2 separate regions of the Zea mays genome follow, and region 2 is linked to region 1. Evidence: chromatin contacts called from public Hi-C data. All regions are on one chromosome and are shown on one strand. Each heading gives the region's core, a stretch centred on a gene start, on an enhancer-like site or on the middle of the called end of the contact. The rest is flanking DNA. Distances are from core to core; before and after follow the strand shown. Region 1 has its middle 7.4 kb from the start of LOC103646761. Region 2 overlaps LOC103646762 (a long non-coding RNA gene).

What was found. A called contact is a pair of places that touch in the nucleus more often than the background predicts.
Region 2: a Hi-C map of ear shows a contact between it and region 1, with 2.8 times the contacts expected there. The contact joins two enhancer-like sites. A contact is called at or near these places in 5 of 25 Hi-C or Micro-C datasets (bundle sheath, ear, leaf and 1 more).

Annotation. Positions count from the first base shown.
Region 1 is chr2:103,949,197-103,955,330 of Zm-B73-REFERENCE-NAM-5.0, reverse strand. No RefSeq gene overlaps it. Among protein-coding and RNA genes, the nearest start is that of LOC103646761, 7.4 kb to the left of the region's middle. Within about 2 kb of position 2,465, at least 16 of the 20 cell types and tissues checked have an H3K27ac peak or open chromatin away from gene starts, as enhancers often do. A contact at or near this core is called in bundle sheath, ear and tassel, where this site is marked.
Region 2 is chr2:104,153,363-104,159,496 of Zm-B73-REFERENCE-NAM-5.0, reverse strand. LOC103646762 (a long non-coding RNA gene) reads left to right here. Exons shown (of 2, transcript XR_562426.2): 2 at 389-1,049. Among protein-coding and RNA genes, the nearest start is that of LOC103646762, 3.2 kb to the left of the region's middle. Within about 2 kb of position 3,731, at least 11 of the 20 cell types and tissues checked have an H3K27ac peak or open chromatin away from gene starts, as enhancers often do. A contact at or near this core is called in bundle sheath, ear and tassel, where this site is marked.

The sequences.
Region 1 (6,134 bases), core at 1,216-3,715:
GGCTAGTGGAATTCAATATTCCACTGACAATTATTTTAGAACCTCTAGTGAAAATGCTATTTCCACTAGAAACCGCCAATAGAAATTCCACTGGCGGTTCTCGTAACCAAACGGTAGTGGAAATAACATTTCACTAACAGTTTTCTTATTAAAACCGCTAGTGGAAATGCACTTTCCACTTACTGTTTTATTTTTTTGGCCACCAGTGGTAGTTTTCCGGCCTCTTTTCAAATTTTCAAAACAAAACTGAATTATATATATATATATATATATATATATTGACATTCATATTGAAAGCAACATGGAATTAAATTCTATTATACATTTATATATATTAAGTCTTGTGTTTACAACCATCACATATTCTAGACATCAAAGTTTTTACCTAAGATCTAATAACTATCTCGGCTAAGAGATATTCTACTAATTTCTGTGAGTACTTTAAACTCTGGCCTAGCTAATGTACTGGTAGCATCATGATATTTCCCTTTAATGGGAATGACATCTTTCATTATGAATGTGCATAAATCTTCAATTATGTCATACAATGCACCTTCGATCATGTTCTCCAGCTTTCCTTGTTGAAATTCCTGTAAAGAAAGTTTATAAACATCATATATTTACACTCGATAACATATTTGCATCTTTAATTACATAAATACATACATGCTATTACTAATAATACCTGGCCAGGGTTTGTAATGTATCGTGTGTTTTGTCTCATGAACTCTCACACATAGAACCCACATAGGAAAGATCCGGGTGGTTACTAGTGGCACTACATAAAGGGGAGATTGGTTATTTAGTTCCAACATTATATAGTGGATATATTCATAAATTCGCATACTTACCGGCCATTTATAGTGGATTTCTAGTGACACTTGTTGTTTTGACGTATCATAGTTTCCACCTCTCATCTTATAGAATCTATAAGCCCTTTGATCTCAAATAGAATCACTATGTTATTCTCAAATTTTCATCGATAAAATTATGCATGCATAGAAAAGGCTTACAATTCTAAGATGCTGAGAAATTTTGTATAGGTCGAAGGGTCATAATCCAAGGAGTCGAGCACCAGCACATTTCCAACCTTGGGATAAATGAGGAAGCATATCCATAAGCCTGCACTGGCGGTTCCTTAAGCCAGCCCCACCTGTTTTTCGCTGAAGTTTGATAACTAAAACCGTAAGTGAAAATTTAAATGTACCACCGGATCTAGAAACTAGTCACAACAGTCGGACCCACCACATGCTCTTCTATCTGTTGATGACATGTGGGCCCTTGCGGTCGGCCTGTGTGAGCATGCACCAGATCGCTAACTAGTGGGCCCCTTTGACCACTACTGATCTCCTACCTTGCACTCAATCCCTGCTGAGGTGTAACAATTGCGGCGGACTTCGCATCACCAGTGTAACAACATAGGCCGATACGCCTTCACCTCTCGATATAAAGACCCAGTCTCAACCCCAACCCATGCCAACAAAGAGGAGTCATCGTTGACATTGATCCACCCCATCGCTTGATCCTCGAAAGCAATCCAATGGTTATCACTAGGGAGCAAGTATGCTCGTAGAGGTTTCTTGGGATGAGGGAGACCCTTGACGGTGCGAGAATTTCTCGCCAGAGTCATATACTCGCGACGGAGTCGCTCCTCGTCATGGGCGGAGGTCTCTATGCCATAATCACAGGTGAGTCTCCTCCTTGTGTGTTTTCCTTGAACTTCACGACATATAGAGCATTTTAGATGGGGAGATGCATCCTCGTGGCGAATCCAATGTTTCCGGCGTGTTCACCGTTGTATGTGCGGCGGCGCCGCCGTGTTGTGAAGCCCAAAATTTGTAACAGAGAAAATAATGATATAAATAAATAAATATATTTATATGTTATTGTTTTGGGGAATTTTGGAACTTATGTGATTAATTATCCCATTTTCTCTTTTGCATATGTCAATAAAGAGATCAAGTTGAACAAATTAAAGGTGCATTCATGTTGATGTTTCTTTTTGTGTGATTCATTTTATTTGAGTAAAGGAGTCATAATTTAAATTAGAACTCAAATTATAAATGAAAATATAAAACAGAAAATGAGTAAAGAAAGGAAATGATAATAAAGTAATTATTCCTTCCATAATTAAATAATAGGAAGGAGAATAAATAATAATAAATAAATAATATCATTGCAAGCAATAGAAGTATTAGAATTTTGTTTGATATTTGAAATCTGGAGAGTAAAACAAGAATTCAAATTATGAATTTAAGTGAAAAAACAAAATAGAAATTATAAAAGAAAGAATCAAAAAGAGAAAACAATAGGAAGCGGAATGGGCCTAGTTCCTCACTTTTGGCCTAGACACTCTTTTCCATCGTGCGGCTCAAGAATCTGATGCAGGCGCGAACATGTGGGTCCCACTCACCGTCGCAGCCGTGTATCGCGTGCTTGCAACTAGTGCCACTGTGACGCGGGCCCAGTGCCAGTTCCCATCCCTCTCACGGCTTGCACTGGGAGCCACTGCCCTGCGGGTCCGGCAGGCCAGTGCCTTGCTTCCCGGGAGAATTGCTCGCGCTAGCGTAACAGAGTCTGCGATGTCCGCGTCCACACTCATCGTGAAACACCCTGGAATCCAACTAGCCTTCCTTGTGCATATATGATGGGGAGTAGGGCCCTCAGCCGTGCTTGTGTTCCGAATCACAGAGGAAACTGCCACCAGTTGAGAGCTCAGCGAGAGGAGAGATTGGCACCACCGTTGTAACACCCTGGGATCCACAAACACCCCGAGATGCTATTGGACTTCACTACCAACAACCGAAGACTAAGCAAAATAAATTTTGACAGCATCTCCTTTGTAATTATAAGCATCACAGAAGCAAAAGAGATATATCAATACAAAATGAATCATACTAGTGTGATATAATTCTCATCAAAGACAATTAACCACGAATGAACCAGCTTATGACTACATCATACTCTAAAGTATGAACCTCAAAAGTCAATAACCAAAGATAATTATTTGGTTCTTTAAGCAATGTGTGCAACGTGCCGCTACTTCCCACTCCCCTTGATAAGCATCAAGTACCTGTATTGAGTAATGCAAGAGTGAGATGAAACATCTCAGCAAGCAAAATGTTTTGACGAGATATTTAAACCACAAGATAAATTTATCAACATTTTACAGGAATCACAATTAAGATCAGAAATACTTGTAGATATAGAACTCAATAGTCCCAATATAACCAATACCATCTCATTTCCTCGAGCAACCATAATAGTTTGTATAACACTTCCCTGCGTCCACAATATCTGCAAATATCACTTCAATGAATGCATGTGAATGCAATGCATATGTCCTCTGCCTTCATACCTCTGAGGGTATGAAGCCGCATCATACCCCTCCTCGGGCAACGTACGATGCTAAGTTGTACTGGTACGGTCGGACCATAGGTCATGACAAAACTTTAGATGCAAATGAATCATGCAATGCATATGGCATGCTGCATTTATCAATATACTTCACTCCCTTCACATACAATACAAACCTCAAATAATACTTCATCTTCCTTCAGAAACAATACAAACCTCAAATATTACTTTACCTTCCTTCAGATACAATACAAACCTCAAATAATACTTTACCTTCCTTCAAATACAATAGAAACCTCAAATATTGCTTCATCTTCCTTCAGGGTTGTGAATTAATCTCATGGGTCATACTCGAACCATAATCATCATCAATATATGATTGAGCATCAATATAATACAATCAAGTAAAGCATCATCATATAGTTCAATTATGAAAGAATTCAATAATACGGAATATTAGAGTGCAGGCGATAAAAATAACAAGTCAAAACTGTAGCAACCACCGCTACATTCACTTGCCTTCATCGAATAAGAAAAATGTACTTGGCATGATCCGGAGTGTAGCCACCTGCTGTGGGGCATAAAACATAGTACAAATATTCCACAAACATTTGCCAACAATCAACAAATCGTTCATACACTTGAAACCAAGACCTCGTGGAAAGACTCCCACCCTGTACCACATGCTAAACAGCAGCAACACTATTTGTTAATTTTGTATCTTTAAAATTATAACAGTGGTGATATCAAACAAATACTCTAGGAGTATCTACACAAAATACTCTACAACTTCGGTATTAAATGGATAATTAAATTTTGCCTTCTATAAGTTCTAAAACATCTGACAAGATAACTGACTAAATCTGTTTCAGACAGCAGCATAGTTAACTTCAAAATTTGATATCTCCCAAACTACACAACCAAAAATTATGAAATTCTGCTTGAAGTAAGAACTTTTATCCCTATACAAAATTCTTCATAGTTGGAAGAGTCAATTCGGCCATTTACTAGATGAAACCCACCAGTGAACAGACCCGCTCATTTTTACCAGGCAAACAGAAACAGCCACAGTAAAACAAACATAACTGGAGTTTAAAAATTCATATGAATACACTCTTTATTAATATGGAAATCTTATAAAATTATCTACAACTTTGCTAACAAACCCAAGGTTTAATTATGTTGATAAACTTTCCTAAATCTTAAGAGAACAGATTCTGCACAGAATTATGAGACTGAAAAACTGCTATAATCAAACTACAATAACTCTCTGATCTGATGTCCGATTGAGGTGTTCTTCGTGGCCACGTAAAGATCTACAAATTAGCTACGACTCATATACAGACTTTTTATTTTTTTGGGGCCACTAAGACCACGGAAAACTGGCATGAACTGAAACTATCGAATCTGTCATTCTGCAGAAATTAAATTCGAGATTAAAATCTAACCCCACATCTAATCCAACCTCTAATCCTTTAATCCCCATGATCCAAAACTTGCAAAAACACTTAATTGAAGAGAGGAACATAGATCTCATCCTTACCTACGGTTTCCCCAAGAAAATTTGCAAGAAGAGATAGGGATAGAACATTTCCTTGGTCCTCTCTTCCTCTTCAATCCAACTTGCTCCTCCTCTTCTCGATCCTTGCTGCTTGGGGGGGAGTTCTAGAGGGAGGTGAAAGCCATGGAGAGGGTAGAGGGCGGCTGCCATGAGAGGAGAGGGGGCGGCCAGCAAAATGGAAGGGGAGGGGCGGCCAAGTGTGGGGAAAGGGGGTGGCGGCCAAGAAAGGGGAAAAAGGGGGGAGGGCGGCCACTAGAGTTTCTTTGCGGGAGAAAAGAAACGACGCCTCAGATGACTCTGACTTAGCATCCAATGGCCCACAACCCTTTTCCCACATCCACGCACCGAAGATCAACCTTTGGCAACATTTTTTTTGGGATATTACACTCTACCCCTTAAAAAAATTCGTCCTTAAATTCGACCACTCCAAACAAAACATCCAAGGTACCCCATATAGCACCACCATTCAAAACATGGGTCCATTATTGGTCTTAATTAACACAAGAACTTCTACCTCAGACTAATTGTCTAAGGAAACTACACCACCTAACATCAAGCATGAAACAACATGTAATGAAGCTCAAAGCAAGTCATAGATGCAATCAAAACTACGATTTCACAACATCAAATTTGGATGCAGCCATACATCAGCATCAATGTCTTAAAATGACACTCTTTTATGAAGGGGTAATATGCACTAAGCACAACCCTTACCAACTTCAACAATTCATTTTAATTTAGTGGTGAAACATCCACACCAGATGAATGTATAAGAAGATCAAACACCTCACCTCACAGCACCACGAAACAAGTAGTTCTATTGAAACAAAACTCCTAATCTTCCTAAACCTAGTTCTTTCCATCATGAAAAGATAATCATGTAATCTAACATTCTTTGCACCCCACAAAAGGGAGAAAATCTATAGAACTAATGGAGCAATAAAGCCGACAAGAAGTCAATAACATTCTGTGAGGCACAGTTCATCGAAGAAATGCCAAAAACTCCACAAAGAGCACTGACAGCACAACAACAACACAATATTTGCTTAACCCATGTCACTATACTTCATCCAACAACTCAACTAAAAAAATATCCAAACTAGTAAGATTAACCTACACATAATATAAGTCTTCATCTACTGTAGTTCAGAAACTTACATTTCATTCTATCATATGATGCACTCAAAGTACCATACATACAGGGTCAATACTAACC
Region 2 (6,134 bases), core at 2,482-4,981, 200 kb before region 1:
ATAATTTTTTTGGCTTTCTTTATTTCCATTGAAATCTAGCTATATAATACCTCTTGACATTATTGTGACTATTGTTTCATCAATTGCTGCTGCCAGGCTTCTGGGTCCACAAACTATTAATTCTTCTTCAGGTTTTAATTTAAAAGTTGTGATAATATAAATAAGTTTCCTTCTGTTTTGAAAATTCACTAATGCCGCCCCGATGATGGCATCTTTACTCTTGAATTCAATCATATGCTACCAACTTCGGTTCTAACTTCTGGTAAAATGTGTTGCTGAATTTTATTTGCATATTGGAATAATAATTTGTCTCCAATCAGTACTTATCGTGACATAAGGACATCTGTTTAAATTGCACTTATGAAACTCATGTTCATCTATTCTTCAGTGAAAACAATATGGCAAAGGAATATGCAATTCTTATAGTCCTTATTAGCATGGTACTTGTGGTCTCCTGCAATGTTGTGGACGGTAGTGCAGCAGACATGAGGCATGCAACGCTTCCACGCAAAGGTCTAAAGGAAGACATCAAGCTCGCCATCAATGGAGTGAATTCTCCGGTTAGCAGTATATCTGGACAGGCATCTAGCAACTCTGAAACCGGCACAGACAACGATATGTCAAGCGCTACAGCCTTTACCTCAAAGGTGACCACTACCCAAGGTAGCCACCGTGGCTACGAGATCCACGGGTTCCAAGGCAGTAAGATCAGCCCCCCATGATGATCGAGTGATTCATATTAGGGCAATCAAATCATCAGTTATTAATGAACAATAGGTATCTATAAGGGAACCAACTATCAAAACAACATATCTAATAATCATATGTTGTACTTGTGTGGATGTGTGTAGTACCAAGTTGTGTATTACAAGTTGTACTACAGTGTGATGGCGTTTTCCATGTGGTATAGCATAACTATGAAGCTTTGGATTCTCAGTAGTTTCCAAAGCACATGTTTATGATACACATGTATTGAACTGCTAGTACAAATAAAGTCGATGTCTATCAATACTTAATCCTATCTTATATGTGAAATATCCAATAAAATACATATGTGGTACTCTTACCATTCTACATAGGACAAGCACTTATTTTTTATTTCAAAACCCACAATATCAGCATAGAAATTATCCTTACGTGATATGTAAAATTTGTGATGTCAAAAATATTATTGGATTAGCATTTTAATGGACCTACTTTGTTGTTATGAATTTGTTATCTCACAAACTATATTATAGGCAGAATAATGTGGCCAAGTTTATTTTTATCATCCTCATTGAAGACATTATAGACAGAATACTGTGGCCAAGTTTATTTTTATCATCCTCGTTGAAGGAACCCATGAACTTTACGTTGAAATATAGGGAATAGTAAATAATATATGTGTAAATATGCATTATGATGTACATGAATGACAAGTATTTCCATTAAGTTGCAGACATTGAAAGTTTGAGTTTGGTGCGCGTGCTATCAGGTTGGTATCATGTTATTGAGGACATAATTATATCCTTTGCTTTATTGTGTGTCGGACGTATCAAAATATTTCGTGAAGCATCATGATTCTTATTCATAAAGACAAGTGCGCATGCACAAAGCCCACTAACCTAGTTGGGATATTGACACTTTTATTGCTCTAGTAAAGATAACCAATCTTTTTGTTGGATGTACCTATAGTTGTAGTCCACCCATACTTTCAATATCAGGATGTGAACTAAAGATAAACCACTTACCATGTTCATCTCTTTTGCTTGATTATCAAATTTTTGAACCTCTTCCATCGTACCAGGTCATAGCTCAATAAAATGATAATTTATTTGAATCACTTTTCCATTTGATTTCAAATATACATTGTGTCCTATCCAAAATTTTGTGACTACTACTATTTCATTAAATGACTTTATAATGTTTAAGTAATTATGAATAAATCAAAGCAATACAAGCATATCATTCCGCCCGATCAGAGGACAAGACATATTAGTTGATGGTTATAGTGCATAAATTTCGCACTTCAACTGGGAGGCTTGTAGTTGTTTGATGTTGCACTTGTTGGTGACATAGGATATTTTACTCCACCATGGTTTGGATACAATGCTTTTTGCATCAAGTTGCCATCTATAAGATTTGTAGCTTAGATTAAATCACTTAGGTAAGTGTAAGGATCCAATAATAATTTTAGTTCCAATATCTGTGAATTTTGTGGTGTCAACTGACAAGAAGCATGCATGTCAAAGAATCCAATGTATTAAATCATTTAGCACTTTCTTTTTAAACTTCATCTTGCCCAAGATATTTGATCAATCATTTAAGTGGCTACATGTATATATAAACCTCATAGCATATTACATATGTTACACATTTGGTTAGGGGAGCTTAGCAAATATTTGAAGTCACTAGCCTTGCTAGTGGCTATTTCTTGTTGGTTACTTTGGCTTAGCTGGAATGTTTAAATCTAAAACGTCTATTATTTTAAATTACATGGCTTCTGGCTCCCTGAAACTTATCCAATATAGCACCGTGTACTCGGAAAACCTATCCAATATAAATAAGACAAGGATAATGCATATGGTTGTAGCAAGAAATAAGCTTTAAAATCAAGTAAGAGTTTGCATAAAAATTCTAATTCATCGTATCCTTAGTTTTGATCATTAGAAGTGAGACATTACCTACAAACTCTAACATCTTTTATTTGTCTTTCCCAAAAACCAACCATACATTTTGGTTGGAAACAAGACATCATCATGCAGGGGCGGAGTAAGGATTACAACATAGGAGGGACCGAGCAAAAATTTATCGTAGGATATATACATATGTGTATACTAATTTATATATAGCATAGATAATAAATTAATAAAAAACTTGCACCATATAATTGTATATTAATTAACTCTCCAATAAAGGTCAAAATAATTTGCCTCTACGACGATCGATCAAATGAAAAGCTTCGATTATATCATGAGAGCTAATCATAGCTATCAATTCTATATCAATATAGATGATCAAGTAACTTCACATAAAATCATCTCTCATTTTATTTCATTGATCTGTTTTGATAAGTTTTGTAGATAAAAGGATCTCTCGGTGGTAGCAGTTGAGACTGGAAGGGTGACCATTAATCTTAATAATCCGTAAACATTTGATACATGGAACTTTGACATAATTTGAAAAAGGCATTTTGTCAAAACAACAAGTGATCATAATGTATTTGGCTCTAAATGGTTGTATATTTAAGATGAAGCATCAAATTCGCCACGCACACAATAAGAAGGTACAACAAGTGATACAATTACCATCACCAATCATTAACTCTACGGTGTTTCGAACGATAAAGATCATGTGGTTCGTAACCGTGAGCACGGCAATTCGGATTGAAGGTGGTAGGTGGATGAATCTGTGTGAGCTTGTACAAGGCGTATGTGGTTGTTCCGGAAACAATTGAACAACCGACGGGAAAGCAGTAAGGAAGGAAACAAAGATATAATAGTGTTGATACTGCTTGTACGTATACATAGATATGTGTATCACTAGGTGCCCGGGATAAAGAATCTGCAACGGAAGATAAAAGAAATTAATTTGGACCCAGAAATATATATATATATATATATATATATATATATATATATATATTATTTTTCTTTACCGGCAATGTTCACGTATGCATGCTACTGTGCACGGCACAGCGCAGGGTACTGTGCGCACGGGAGGAAGATGTTCACCACGCGCTGGGCACAGAACCAGTGCCACTCCGTGGCCCACCTGCCTGACCCCTACGCGCGTGGGTGCAAGAAAAGGAGCACAAAATACTGGGCGGGAACTGGAGGGAAGGAAACAGGACCTGATGAGACGCGCATCTTCGTACTGACGTTGTCGGCGTTCTGGCGGGGAAAGAAAACGAACAGTACATGCTACCTGTCACTTTGCTTAACTGAACCAGAGGAGAGAAACGAGAGGGGAGCGAGGATGTTTCGCTGAAGTTGAGGAAAGTAGAAAGTTATTTTGGTCGACGGCGGCAGCTGTGACGGGATTAGGGCAAAAATAACAACGGTCAGGGGATTAGGCTGATCGAGCCAGAGTCAATCCCAATGGTTTGTATGATATATTTCGGTTGGGTTGGATGAGGATAAAGAATATGTAATTTTAGTATATCCAATTTCGGAATTAAAATATTTCTATAAATTTTAGATTTCGTATAGGGGCCACGCGCGAAAAATACTCTAGAAGCTCTAAGAGTTCAGAAATGTTTTCAGTAACATTTTGAACACACGAGGAACATAAATAAAATATTTAGAGTTCAAAAATGGTATTCGAGTGTATATCTCAAAAAATAGAATACACACATAGATAAAAGGAAAAGGCACAACAAAAAAAATGGAAAAATTCCTGGTAAAGATAAACAATGAACACAACAAAATAATTTGAAGTACAAGGAAAAGATTTTTAACAAAATCTATGGAAAATAATTAAAAAAAATAAGAAACCAATATTTGATTATGTAAATAGGTACAAATAGATCATAGAGAGAGAATGTCATTATTATGAACGTGTTTTGAAAACTCTACACACTTGCAACACAAAACAACCAAAGGCAATATTACACTACCAAATGCTTGTTCAGTTAATTTAGAAAGGTATTTTAAAAACAATTTGCTTCAACTAATTTCAAGTAATCTTGAAAGGTTTTATACAAACATCAAAATTATTTATTTTGTTTGTTGTTTTCTATTCACAACCCGAAATTAGAATTTTTTGGATGTGAAAATTTCTAAGGAAAAGGAACCAAAGTAAGATTTGTGAGAATATGTGATTGTCATGCATTCACTATAGGATTGTTTTAAATGACCGTTTACTAGAAGCTTGATACATAATCGGTATAATCTAGAACTAATGGCCTATTACTTGGATTTGGTCAAAAATCGTGATAAAATGTAATATTTTCATGTATTAATTGTTAGCATCAATACTTAATCCTTTCTTGTATGTGAGATATCTAATAAAACAAATTAAGTGGTACTCTTAACATTCCACTTTGGACGTGCACCTATTATTTGATTTGAAACCCATAATATTGACCTAGGAATTATCCTTATGTTATATGTAAAATTTGTGATGTCAAAAATACTATTTGATTAACATCTAATGGACCCACTTTGTCATAATAAATTGATTATTTCACAAATTATATTATATATAGATGGAATTATTTAGCCATGTCTGTTTTTCTCAACCTCGTCAAAGGAAATCATGCATTATTTGTTGAAACATAGAGGACAAGTAAATAGTATATACATATGCATCATGTACATGAATGAAAAGTATTTACATAAAGTTGTAGACATTGAAAGTTTGTGTGTTTGGTGCGCGTGATATCAGGTTCATATCATGTTGTTGGCGACATAATTATATCCTTTGCTTTATCGTGTGTCGGATGTATCAAAATATTTTGTGGGTGCGCCATGATTGTTATTCATGAAGACAATGCGCATGCATGAAGCCCACTAACCTAGTTGGGAGAATCACACTTTCATTGTTCTGGTGATGATATCCAATCTTTCTTCTTGATGTACCTATTGTGGTAGTCCATCAATACATCTAATATAGGATGGTGAACTAAAGATAAACTTTTTGTCATGTTCGTATGTTTTGCTTGATTACCTTATTTTGGAACCTCTTCCATTGTAGCGGGTCACAACTCAATAAAATGATAATGCATTTGAATCTCTTCTTATATGGATTTTAAATATATATTATGTTATCCAATTTTTTGGGACTACAATTTTGTCATGAAATGGCTTTATAGTGTTTAATTAAGTATGAAGAGATTTAAGAAATATAAACATACCATTTTGCCTGATTAGAGGACACGACATACTAGTTGATGGTTGTAGTACATAAATTTGGCATTGTAAGTGGCAGGCTTGATCACTTGGAGATGTTTGATGTTGTACTCGTTGATGACTTGGGATATTTTACTCCGCCATGGATTGAATACATTTTTTTCTGCATCAATTTGGCTTCTATAAGATTTTGTTAGTGTAGATTAGATCACTTAGCTAATTGTAACAATCAAATATTGCACGTTCCAATATTTGTGAATTTTAGTGTCAGCTGTCAAGAAGCATGCATGTCTAAGAATTCCA